Linked DNA regions of Mus musculus: region 1 is linked to region 2. Evidence: chromatin contacts called from public HiChIP or PLAC-seq data. All regions are on one chromosome and are shown on one strand. Each heading gives the region's core, a stretch centred on a gene start, on an enhancer-like site or on the middle of the called end of the contact. The rest is flanking DNA. Distances are from core to core; before and after follow the strand shown.

Region 1 (6,010 bases), core at 1,370-3,869, 630 kb before region 2:
TGCTGACCCCAATTGGTCCAACCTTTAATACTGGAAAGTCAGGCCTTCCAATAAGCCTGTACTTTTACAGCACACAGAGACTGGACAGCAAACATTACAGCTAGCTTTCTTAAGACTGGCCTATATTCCAATTTTCTTGTCACCCCCAAAACAGCAGGAAGAAATTTCAAGAGAACGATGCCCCATTTCCTAAAAGTTGGGTTGATTGGTTTTTGGTCACCTAATGAGTTTATCATCATTAAAAGAGGGGTTGGCTGAAAGTTGTTAAATGGTCACAGTCAAGGAGGAAACAAGGCATAGGAGGTTAAATTCGGAGATTGCTCTCTTTTGTTTTCTTCTATTCTTCTTTCTTCCTTATGTAGTGGGTGGGATAAGGGATAAAAGGAAAAAGGGGAGAGAAAAGATGAAAAGAAAAAACCGTGAAACAGGAATGATAAGAAAGGGTAGATTATTGAATCTACTTCTAGACCAAAGAACATTAACAAATCAAATATTTCACATTTGGTATGGACTTTGTATATTGATACAGATTAATGTTATATTTTGTTAAAACATACCATTTATGTTTCAACTCTTGTTTAAGGAATGCACCTATTTGATTATTTAAAATGAGATGTTAAGTTCTAGTCTTTTTGAAAGCTTTTATTGCGAACTGTTTAGGATAATTAAGTAATACAAGTTAGTAGTCAGTTAATCACACTCATGGCCATGCTAGATACTAGTTTAGTTAATTACAGAAATATGTTTCCTAGGCTAAACAGATAGTAAATAGCTAGACATAAACAACGTTTGCCTATTCAGATATACTATAGATAAATAGACTGTCTTAAAAAACCTCAGAGATCCACATAACATGACATTTGGGATGTTTTGTTAATAAACAGATTTTTTGACATTGAATTATGTCAGATCCTGGTAGTAGCACCTTTCTAGTTCAAAATAGATGATGAGCATTGAAGAGCCTCCGTGTAGAGTTTGTTTCAGATGTGGCAAGCTGTCACTGGGTAAGAAACTGTCCTTGTTTGCTTCAACTGCTGATGGTATGCTGTCCAAACTGGACAAGAATTGAGATGCAGGGAAGTAGACTGTTAAGCTTTGCAAGGACAAGGTAGGCAAGCCCTTCAAAATTCCTGTTTCTCAAAAAAGTCTATTAAATATTCTGGGCCAGAAGGCTGAAGATAGAGGTTCCAATGTTATTGAACAATTTGGGAGGACTTCTCAGGCAGCCAATGACTCTGTCACTTTTATAGTTTTGGAAGTTGCTAGCTCTGCACTTCCTGCTTACTCAGGTAATATTTATCCTCCTCAAGTTTCTGATGGGGTTAAAGACTAGATAGTTGTAGTCTCACAATAAAAGCTTAAGTTTTGGACTTAAGAACATGTTTTTGGGTATAAGAAGATGTTTTTAGATTGATAATACAAGTTATGATAGAAACTGATTTAGGTGCAAAACTTCTGAACTCAGCCAGATAGACTAGATAATAGAGTACTTTCTCCTAAGTTGCCATTTATAAATGGACTAGATACTGTGAATACAACTCTTACATGATGGTTTTCATAATTGTTCTTACTATATACAGTTTATTATTGTAAGAGAAAGATTTTTATTGGACTAAAAAGGGGAGATGTTGGTGTTGGTCTTGTGCAGTGCATATTTAGATGCTGGGCTCTGTGCCTCAAAATTGGGTTGCAGTTTGGACATAGGCATTGTATTGACCAATATGCTATAAAGAATGCTCCCCAATAATCTTTGATTGATGACTAAAAGACTGGAGTCTATAGCTTGGCAAAGAGGATAGGAAGGCAGTACTTATAATTGAGTGGGTTGTCTCAGGAATGACCATGAGGGAGAGTGGAGAGAGAAGAAGAAAAGAGAAGAGAAGAAGGAGGCTGTTTTGAGGCAGGAGGGACTGTGAGCATGTGGTCAAGAGAAGCTAACCTCGAGGACACACATGGAACAGAGAAGACTCAATTGGCAAGTGACAGGGCATTTATCTGGTTATTGATGGCCTAGTCAGGTTAGAATGGTTCAGAACCTACCTGACCACTACCATGCCTTCAGCTTGTTAATCACATCTGATGTCTCACTGTTGTTTACTCAGGAGCTAAATGGGATAGAGTGGGGCAGAACCCACCCCCTAAAATTACTACAATATTTATACTCAGTGCAGTCACTTTGGAAGATAATCTGGCTTTCTTTAAAAAAAAGATTTATTTTATTTCTCTCTCTCTCTGTGTCTCTCTGTGTCTCTCTCTGTCTCTGTCTCTCTGTCTCTCTGTCTCTGTCTCTCTCTCTCTCTCTCTCTCTCTCTCTCTCTCTCTCTCTCTCTCTCTCTCTCTCTGCAGATAAGAAGGAATCAGATCCCTTGGAGATGAGTTACACATGGTTTGGATTACATTATAGGGATAATCGCTTGTGGATTATGTGGAAACATCATCTGTCAATAAAAAGCTGATGTTCCTATTAGCAAAAGGCAGAAACTACAAGGTGGGAGTTCTGGTAGGGAGATTGCAACGATGGGAAATAGTCAGAGGTGGGGAATTTGTCACCCAGACTCGTATGAAACTGAGGAGAGGTAACCACCATGTGGCAGACATAGAATCGTTTAAATGGGTTAAATAAGTTAGGAGCAAGTCAGGGAACAAGCCTAGCAAAAGGCCACAAGTATTGTTAATAAATAGTAAGCCCCTGAGTCATTGTTTGGGAACTAGGGTGTGGGTGGAAAACGCCATGGTTACATACATGATGTGGATGCTGAGAACAGAACTCTGGTTTTTTTCAAAGAGAAGTTTTAACTACTAAGTCATTTCTTCAGCCCCTGGACTGGCTTTCTTTAACCATTAAATAAAAAGTTACTATATGGCCCAGAAATTTTGCTTCTATAAATATACTAGAAAAGTTAAAACATACATCAACACAAAAACTTGTATGTGGATACTTGCAGGACTATCCATACTTGCCCAAAATTGGAAATAATTAAATACTCATTTACCAATGAACATATAATAAATAAAATATGATATTTCTATTATTTCAGACTATTCAGTAACGAAGTATTGGTACATAATAAGACACTATGCAATGCCATTTATAGGAACTGCTTGCAGTAGGCAGATTGATGAAGATGGGTTAGTGGCTGTCCTAGTGGTGTAGAAGAATTAGGGATGAGGAATGACTGGCACTGAGTGTGGTGGTTCTATGTGGGGATAACAGAATTACTCTCAAAATAACAATTGTGATCAGTACAGATCTGTAACCACAGAGAACACCATCAGATCATGCACTAGTTATTATGTATGTGTGGGTGTTCTGTCTACTCAAATGTCTCTTCACCATCTGCATGCCTGGTGTCTGAAGAGGTCAGAAGACGATGTTAAGTCCTTTAAAACAGAAGTTACAGAGAGTTTTGATCTACCATGTGCATGCTGGGAACTAAGCTGTGTTTTTAATCACTGTGCTAGCTCTCTAGCTCCATCACGCCTTTCTCTGGATTAATTATTTAGCATATGAGTTATTCTCAGTAGAGTTTAACAATATTCTACCAGAACTTTTCACCTTTAACAATGAAATCAACGATCTTTCTCAATATGCTAAATATGTCTAATAAGTCTATTATGTCAATAGGTAAATGTACCTTTGCTTTTTAAAAATTCTGATGTTATTTTTAGTTTCTTCCATTTTTTTTTAATCATGTGAGCTCCTTAGTGGTATGGACACAGGAACAGAAAACATGTATCAAGGGCTGCCTGGTTTCTTAAACACTGACACTGATAGTTTTCATATATATATTTCTAGTCTTTAAAATCATTCTTTAATTCTTTGCAACAATTAAAAATGAAATTTTGATGAACGAAATTCAACCTCACAAGAAGCTTCCATGGACTTACCGTTGAAGGGCAACGTTTTCATCAGTTCCTCCAACTCCTTGTCTGTGAGCTCGATACCAAGGTTCTCCAGGACACTCGGTACATCACTGGCCTCAATCTTCTCCCCTGTCAAAGGAGACTGGCTAAGGACCACAGTTCAGACTATGCTCATCATGGCTACCAAAAAGAGTTTCCTTATCATTAAAAGTATCCCCATTTTCAGGTCAAAGATGAAAGTGAAAAGAAATCATTTAAAAACTATTGCGACCATAAACTTGTTAGGCGAAGTTTATATCTCATAATACAAATAAGCTACTTTGACAGTGAGTAAAATCTGATAAAGTTAATTTGTTACATTTATTTTTTAGTGTGTGTGTGTGTGTGTGTGTGTGTGTGTGTGTGTGTGCGCGTGTGCACATGTGTGTATGGTATCTGTCGTGGTGCAGGCGTGGAGGACAAAGGATAACTTGGAGGAGTTGATTTTTTCTTTCCACCATGTTGACCCGAGGACCTGAAGGCTTCATCCTGCCCGGCAGCATGCACCTTTACCTACTGAGCCACCTCACAGGCCTAATTTAATTTATAACAAAATACTTACATAAAATTTTCTTCAAAAATAATTTCTAGACTTATTTATTTGCTTCTTTACTTTTGAGACAGAGTCCCTTTGTGTTTAATACCAGCCTCAAAGTTGTATAGCTGAGACTGGCTTGGAACTCAGTCCTGCCTCAGTCTCCAGAATGCTGGATTAGAGCTATGAGATACTATTCTTAGGGAAAAAACATTTTGATTTTTAAAAGAGAATTACAATGGATATGACGAGGGCATTGACTTGACTATTTGAAGACTTGACTCAGGTTCAGTGTACCTTTCTCTACTGGGTTTTCAAAGTGCCATTGAAGCAAATTATAACATCATGAGCAACAACAGATTACAGAATCCCATTCCAAAACTATGGAAAATTTTAAAACATGTAGCTGTAGAGTCCAATATTGTCAACAAGTTATAAAAATACCAGAATTTATAAGTCAGGCATCAGGTATTGAGAAATATTACCGAATATGAAGCATTATTGAGGATAGCCCAACCCTAACTTTATAACCTTCCCACTCACCTGTATAATCTTTCAGTTTTTGCATCAGTGTTTGTAGCGAAATTTTCTCATCAACTATAGGAGAAGATTAAAAGACATTACGATGTAACAGAGACTGTGGGACTCTCTGCATTACCATTGTTTGGGCACCATACCCATTTTCCAGATACTTCAGAAACTGCTACTGAACGTACTTTCTAGGTTAACACTTTGTCATAACTCCCTTAACAAGATTCCAAAAAGGAAGGTTCCAGGTGACACCAGCAAGGTGATTGACTTGAGAGGCTTATAGTGCTGTTTCCCGAGTCTTCTTCAAAAAGGACCTAAACTACATTTTTGACTGTTTACTAAAGGGGAGTCCTGGTGTAGAGCAAAGGTGTGGTAGAGATCCTGTGGGGCATGTGACCTCAGGCTGGATGTACAGGGAAAGGGAGAAAGCGTTTTGAATGTCATTAGCTCCCTAGGAGTAATTAGTGTGGAGCTCGGTGGGAAAATGACAATCAGCCCCCCCCCCGCCACCCCCGCCACCCCGTTACTAGCACAGATACCAGAGTCCTCTGAGGTATGGCCTCAGAGCGTTGCTCTCTTGAGACTCACTGGTAGTGTGCATTAGTAGATTGTCTAAAAGCCTGGATTCAGCGCCATCCCTTCTCTCTGCTCCTAGCTCAAGATACAATTAGTTGTTTGTTTCCACACACAAAGCCACCTTTACCACATGTCCCAAGTGGTGATACAGACAAGAGGTGATGCTAAGTCAATATCAGACTCTGAATCTCTTAAGCCATACAGACATCTATTTCATAAAAAAATTGTACTGGGTATTTTGTTGCTCTAGTAGAAAGATAACTGCCAAATTCTTCTATCAATAGACAGACTAACAAAATGGATAGAAGAAGAAAAAGACTCCATGATCTTTAGTATACTCAACATTCCTGAACATCTCACAATTTAATATTGCAACCAATGGAGAAATGAAAGCTTTTCCACCAAGATTTATCGTAAGATACCTACATACACTTTTATCACTTCTAGTCAAAGTAGTACTGATGT
Region 2 (5,945 bases), core at 966-3,465:
GCTTTCTTTGAACAATGTTACAGCGAAGATGAGACAACAGCCCAAAAGTTCTCATGTTATAGCTGATGCAATTGAAGTGTCCCCCATGTTGGCTGTGACAAAGCTGAGATGTTCACAGAGCCGGCCTTTGGGGGTGGGAGGGACCCAATCAAACCCATGGCTGGTCCTTTTATACAGACTTTTCTGGAGAGCCACAGGATGGGATATAAAACCATTTCCTCCACCCCTTGTCTAGGCTCACAACAGAGACAGACCCAGGTCCAAGGCCACACAGTACTTTCACATTTAACATTCACTGCCCAGGTTGGCCTATTCTAGGAAGCACCCCCCACTCCAGCCAGCACTCCTGTCCCAAAGCCTGTCTTCCTCAAGTGCTACCTGGCTTGTGATGGATGTTCCCTAACGAGCCACACTTGGAGGTCACTTTGCTCAGGTCCACCGGCTTGTAGACTATTTGCACCTGCAGGTCAAAGAGGATGGGCGAGAGAGAGAATAAAGGGGGTTATGTTACTAGGGGTGTAACACAGCACAAAGGCTGATGGACCATTTGTCAGTGGCTCCCATCAGCTGCTGCATACACCCCCACTCAGGATGGAAAATAGGCTCCCCAAATCCAGCCACCCCCCACCCCCCAGGGAGCTGGGTCCTCACCAGGAAGCTTAGGGACCTAAACATCCCAGAAACACAAGACACTCTCATGGAAAAGCAGGTGCCTGGTCCTTGTACGTGACCATCTCTGTAGCAGACACTTAAATATAAAAGCATACATCGTTTTATTGATGAAAGGCCAATGACACCCAGTGGAGGAAGAAGCCTTCACAGCCCTGCATCTTCTCCTCAGAAAAAGACTCAGGAGAAGCTGGTGAGGGTGAGTCTGCTTCACCCAGGAAGCTCCCATGGTCCTGGATTACCAGTCGGCAAACAGGACCCAGACCAGCTCTATGACCCAGAAGGAGAGCCAGTTGGTGTCTGGACACATAGTCTCCTGAACACTTCAGCCTCTACTGAGAAGAGCGAAGCAACACCAACAGAAGGCAGGCGCACGGCAGAAACCACAGCTGCAGTAAGTGTCTCAGCAAGCATGAGTGAGCAGACAGGACACACTGGGGAAGGGGGGTGGGGGGGACCCGCCAGCCCAAGGGCCCTTCATGTGGCCCAGCAGTAATGTGTGCTCTGGAAAATGACAGTTGCTTTCCTGACAGGACACTCTGAAGGAGACCACCCAGGCAGATGGGGCTCCTGGAAGCCTGTCTCTCTGATCTGTGGTTTTACAGCTTAGCTGGTCACTAGCTGCCACTTGCAGAGTCCCATGGGTCTCCCATACAGACCATGGTCATTCCAGGGGTGAGGAGGCTCATCTGTCCTGGGAGAGGGGTGCCACATGTTCAAGAATCAATAAAGCAAAGTGGTTTCTACGGAGGTCTCAATGGATAAATCCCTCGTTTTCACGGCTGATGGTGTTTTGTGTTATGGGGTGTGTGTGTGTGTGTGTGTGTGTTCTGCTAACAGACCTGATGGAAGAGGAGGGCCATGGCCTCATAAGTCATAAGGGTGTCAGCCTGCCCCTGCAGAGGAGGGTGGGTAAGGAGCAGATAAACCCAAGGACCTCCTGCAAACAGACCCAGAGGCCAGTAGGAGTTCTGGGGCAGGTGATGATGGGAGAGCCCAGGTAGAGTCATTAGAGAGTCAGTACCAGGGGGTATGTTGGGGGACAGGAGATGTTGGAAGCTTGGGATAGCCAGAGAAGAAAGGAATGGGGGAGCAGCTGACTAGGGTACTAGATCCCACAGAGCAGCCCGAGAGAGGAGGCCACAGCCCAGCCAGGAGGTGGAGATGGAGAAGCAGCTTCCCTGCTGCAGTTCCCACCACCCTAGAGAGAGCCAGGAGCAAGTTAGATGGGAAGCCTGGAATCCTACAACCCAAATGCCACCAGTCCCCCTCCCTAAGAAAGCTTTCTCCACAGGTCCATTCTGTAGTCAACAGTGGCCACAGGCCACAGGCCAGGCTATCTTGTGATTCTATATAAGGTCACAGGTTAGCTCAAAGGCTGGCAAACTGCAGTACACCTTAGTTATAAAGTTCCCTGATACCCTAGGCACTGCAGCCTCATCAGACAACCAGCATGTGATCCGAGCTGCCCTGAGAGCTGCCTTTTCCCAACTTCCCCTACAGGAGCATCTGCCCTCTGCAGCCCTTGGGAGCTGGAGCGCTCAGACCCAGCAACAGACCAGACGTGAGCAAAACCAGACACTTCTGGCTTCCCTCCCTAACCACAGCAGCCTGGGCTGGGAAGCTAACGTATCATAAACAACATTACAGAGCCCAGGGACAAGGACGGCGATCTTAAAGATCACCCTTTCCCGCAACCCATATCTTTCTATACGTTGAGAAGGCAACCGGCAGGCAGGGCAGTAACCGCAGTGTAGCCAACAGCCCCGCCTTTCCTTAGGAAGCAAAACAAGTAAGGGAGGTGGCAGGATCGGCCAGCGGGGAGTGGAGGACAGAGGAAAAGGCAGACACGGTGAGTAAGCGTGAGAAGGCAGTAGCCACAGGGCCAGCACTTGCTGCTCTGGGGCCATCGGTCCAAGAGGCAGAAGGCAGGGCAGGTGTCGGGGCCGGAGGCAGGAGCACATTGCAAGAATAAACCCTGTGGGCTCGGCACTTTCAGGAAAGAGAGCCCACCCCTGCATTCCAGCACGCACGCTCGAGAGGTGGAGCCTGCAGCTCAATCAGAGAGCCCAGGTCCGTTCTGGGACTGACCCAGAACAGGGGAGGGGGAGCTGGCAGGGAGAAGCCTGGGGCCACTTTACAAATCCTGCCCTGTTGGGCACCGGCCAGCCAAGAGAACAAAGGGAATCCCTAAGCCCATTGAGGGAACCTAAGAACATCTCTTTGCAGGGACTCGCTGAGGATGTGCGGGGGGGGGGGGGGGGGGGTCCCCAGTGGTGTTTAAAGGAGGAGACATTTAAAACCCCTTCTCTGGCAAACAATGCAGGCAACTGACACCTGTCACCTCGGTGTTAGGCTCTGTGCAACCAGAGTCCCTGTCCTGGGGGGAGGGGAGTGCTAAATTGAACTGGGAATCTTTTCCTCTCTTCAAAGATGAAGGAGACCCAGATGAAAAATGGAGAAGTGGCTAGGGGCCTTTTGGACCTTGACATGAAACAGGAAGTCCTAGTGTCTAGTGGGATCATATGGACTCCCCACTCCCCAACCAACAGAGACTGCCCCAGAGATGAGGGAAGAGGTGTCAGCCCACATCATGGATGCACTGTCTTCAACCCCATTTCCAATATCTACGGGGCTTCTAGGAACACATACATGGTACCATGGGGACCCAGCTACTCAGAGAAGGGCCAGCTGGAACGGGTTGCTCTCCCTACTTTGCTGGGCCATCCATGGAACAGGGAGGGGAGTCTGGGGACAGCAGACACTGTGGGGACACAGGAGGTCCTGAGCCCTAGATGATTTATTCTATGCAATGTCTCACAAGGACACACTCATGACACTTGTTACAGCAAAGGCTGCAGCACACCTCATGGAGACTGCGACAGTACTCACACTGCCTCCACCCGGGACGTGTTTGATATTATCCTTCGAGCCACACTTGGACTGGACGTTGCTAAGATCCAGCTTCTTATTAATTATCTGCACCTTTGATAGCCAAAAAAAAGAGTGAGAGACAACCACACCGGAGCATCGCCCCCTGACCTGTTGGGCTGTGGGGGGAGAGCCAGGTCTGAGCCCTGACTCCTCAGGGGGCTCAGAAGCTGCCTGGGATGGCACCCTGGAAGTCACAAAAGGAATCTGGAAGAGAACATGGCTGGGAACAGGAGGACAGAGCTGGGAGGTCACTAGGTTGGGTGGAGTGACAACTGTAAACAAGGAGTCCCCTGGGTCAAGTGATGAGAAGAAAGATCAACAACAATCCAAACAGACACACCAGTGCAAGGCACCTTATCACAAAGAGCGTCCAAGGCTGGGGAGTGGCAAGGCTAAAGGCTTCAAACCAGATTGTCTTGAGCTGAGCTGGTGGGATGGCTCAGGGAGGGTAAAGAACTTGTCATAAAACCCCACTTCTGCCTTCTGAACACAGTGGCGTGCACATACAATACTTAGTTACTTTAGACTATCCTCTGTTAATTTTAACTTTTTTTTTTAATGCTATTTTGAGGCGGGGTCTCTCTATGTAGCCCTAGCTATGCTGAAATTCAGTAGTAGACCAGGCTAGCCTTGAATTTACAGAAATCCTGTCTTGAAAACCCAAAATAATAACAACAATAATAACAACAACAATAATAACAATAAAATAAGAGGAAGAGGGCACTATTATATTCAGCACCGAGCTTCCCGGAAGCCAATGAGGAAAAAGGAAATGTGACTGATTACATAACTCATGATTTGACAAAGAAAATGGTTTTTGGAGGAAGATGACTGCTAGACACAAATTAATCAGAGGACATTAAGCAATCGCACACGGTCTGAAACATACATAGAGACCCCGCCCTGTGTGTGTGTGTTTCTTATTCTAACCCCACAGGAAAGGAAACAAGCTTTTGTGGTGTTTGGCACTAGATAGATATTTACAAAGCAGACTTGAATTACTGCTAGTGGTCATGTTAAGCCAAAGCGCTCGGGAACACTGAGGTTCAGAGGGGGAGAGGGTGGTGGCTGGCGTTGTGAAACTGGAGCCTGCAATGCCGTTCCCAGCAAAAGCAGCTGGCCCGGTCCACGGCGCTGGGCTTTGGCTCTGACCGGACACTGGAAACATCCTGGAGCGAATGGAGGATGTTTTCAGCTGAGGGCCTTCGATTCAGGAGGAAGTGTTTGTGGGCAGGGAGTGGTCCTGAGAAGCTGGCTGGACCCACTTTAGTTTACACTTCCCAGAGCCATGTCAAACACTAGGTGGACTTTGTTCTACCTCTGTTTGGGCTCAGAACTCTCAGGGAATCCCTTGCTGGCACCAAGCCTCTAGCCCAAGGAGCTCCCAGACTGCTGGTACTAACTGGGCTAGGCCGGGCATCACCTCATTTGGAACATGAACCTGACGTGGCCAGCTGGGGTTCCAGAAAGCCTTTCCTTAGAGTCCAAGAAAGCCTGCCTGTATCCAGTCTAGCCGACCTGCAAAAGGCAATAAGGTGCCGGAGGTCAGGTGCCATTACAGCTACCCTTTCAACAGTGGCAGTAGCTGGGGACGGAGCTCAGATAGTAGAGGACTTTCCCAGGACGCAAAAGGTCCTGGATTTAAGCCCTCACAGTGTATAAAACTGGGTGTGGTGATGCAAACCTGTAGTTTTAGTGCTTGGTGAGAGGACGCAGGAATATCAGAAACTTCAAGGCCATTGTCAACCACGTGAGTTTGAGACCAGTTTGGAATAAATGAACTCCTGTCTTTTAAAAAACAAAACAAGCCGGGCGTGGTGGTGGCGCACGCCTTTAATCCCAGGACTTGGAGGCAGAGGCAGGTGGATTTCTGAGTTTGAGGCCAGCCTGGTCTACAAAGTGAGTTTCAGGACAGCCAGGGCTATACAGAGAAACCCTGTCTTGAAAAAAAAAAACAAAAAAACAAAACAAAAACAAAAAACCAAAACAATACAAACAAACAAAAGGCTTTTTTTTCCTGTGTCAGTGAATATGTTGCATTTAAAATACATGCAACTCCCCCCCCCCGCCCACATACAAATGTTAACATATTTTAAAAACTATTTCAATCTCTGTATAATCAGTGGTGAAGCAGAAGGACAGGCAGACAGAAACAAAAAGAAATGGGCAGAGATGAGAGAAAAAAGACCACCAGTTAGCGGAAAAGACGACTCAGAAAATCGCAATACACTTGCAGAGAAGAAAGCAACAACTGTGAGTGGGCCAAGAACACAGGCTGCTGTCTACAGCGCTCCTCTGCCATCTTGTGGTCACCTGTGGTACTACAACCCCGGCACTCCCAA

What was found. HiChIP or PLAC-seq counts read pairs in DNA pulled down with a chosen protein or histone mark.
Region 1: a contact with region 2 is called in a FOXA1 HiChIP or PLAC-seq map of pancreatic cancer cells. The contact joins two enhancer-like sites. A contact is called at or near these places in 1 of 484 Hi-C or Micro-C datasets (embryonic stem cells) and 2 of 115 datasets of contacts at active chromatin or transcription factors (bone marrow-derived dendritic cells and pancreatic cancer cells).

What each region holds. Positions count from the first base shown.
Region 1 is chr11:104,949,225-104,955,234 of GRCm38.p6, reverse strand. Gm11639 reads right to left here. Exons shown (of 108, transcript XM_017314877.1): 81 at 4,982-5,035; 82 at 3,889-3,993. Among named protein-coding and RNA genes, the nearest start is that of Gm25362, 130 kb to the left of the region's middle. Within about 2 kb of position 2,619, at least 10 of the 459 cell types and tissues checked have an H3K27ac peak or open chromatin away from gene starts, as enhancers often do. A contact at or near this core is called in pancreatic cancer cells, where this site is marked.
Region 2 is chr11:104,315,866-104,321,810 of GRCm38.p6, reverse strand. It overlaps Mapt (microtubule-associated protein tau), which reads right to left. Exons shown (of 12, transcript NM_001038609.2): 9 at 3,562-3,654; 10 at 379-460. Among named protein-coding and RNA genes, the nearest start is that of Mapt, 87 kb to the right of the region's middle. Within about 2 kb of position 2,215, at least 133 of the 459 cell types and tissues checked have an H3K27ac peak or open chromatin away from gene starts, as enhancers often do. A contact at or near this core is called in pancreatic cancer cells, where this site is marked.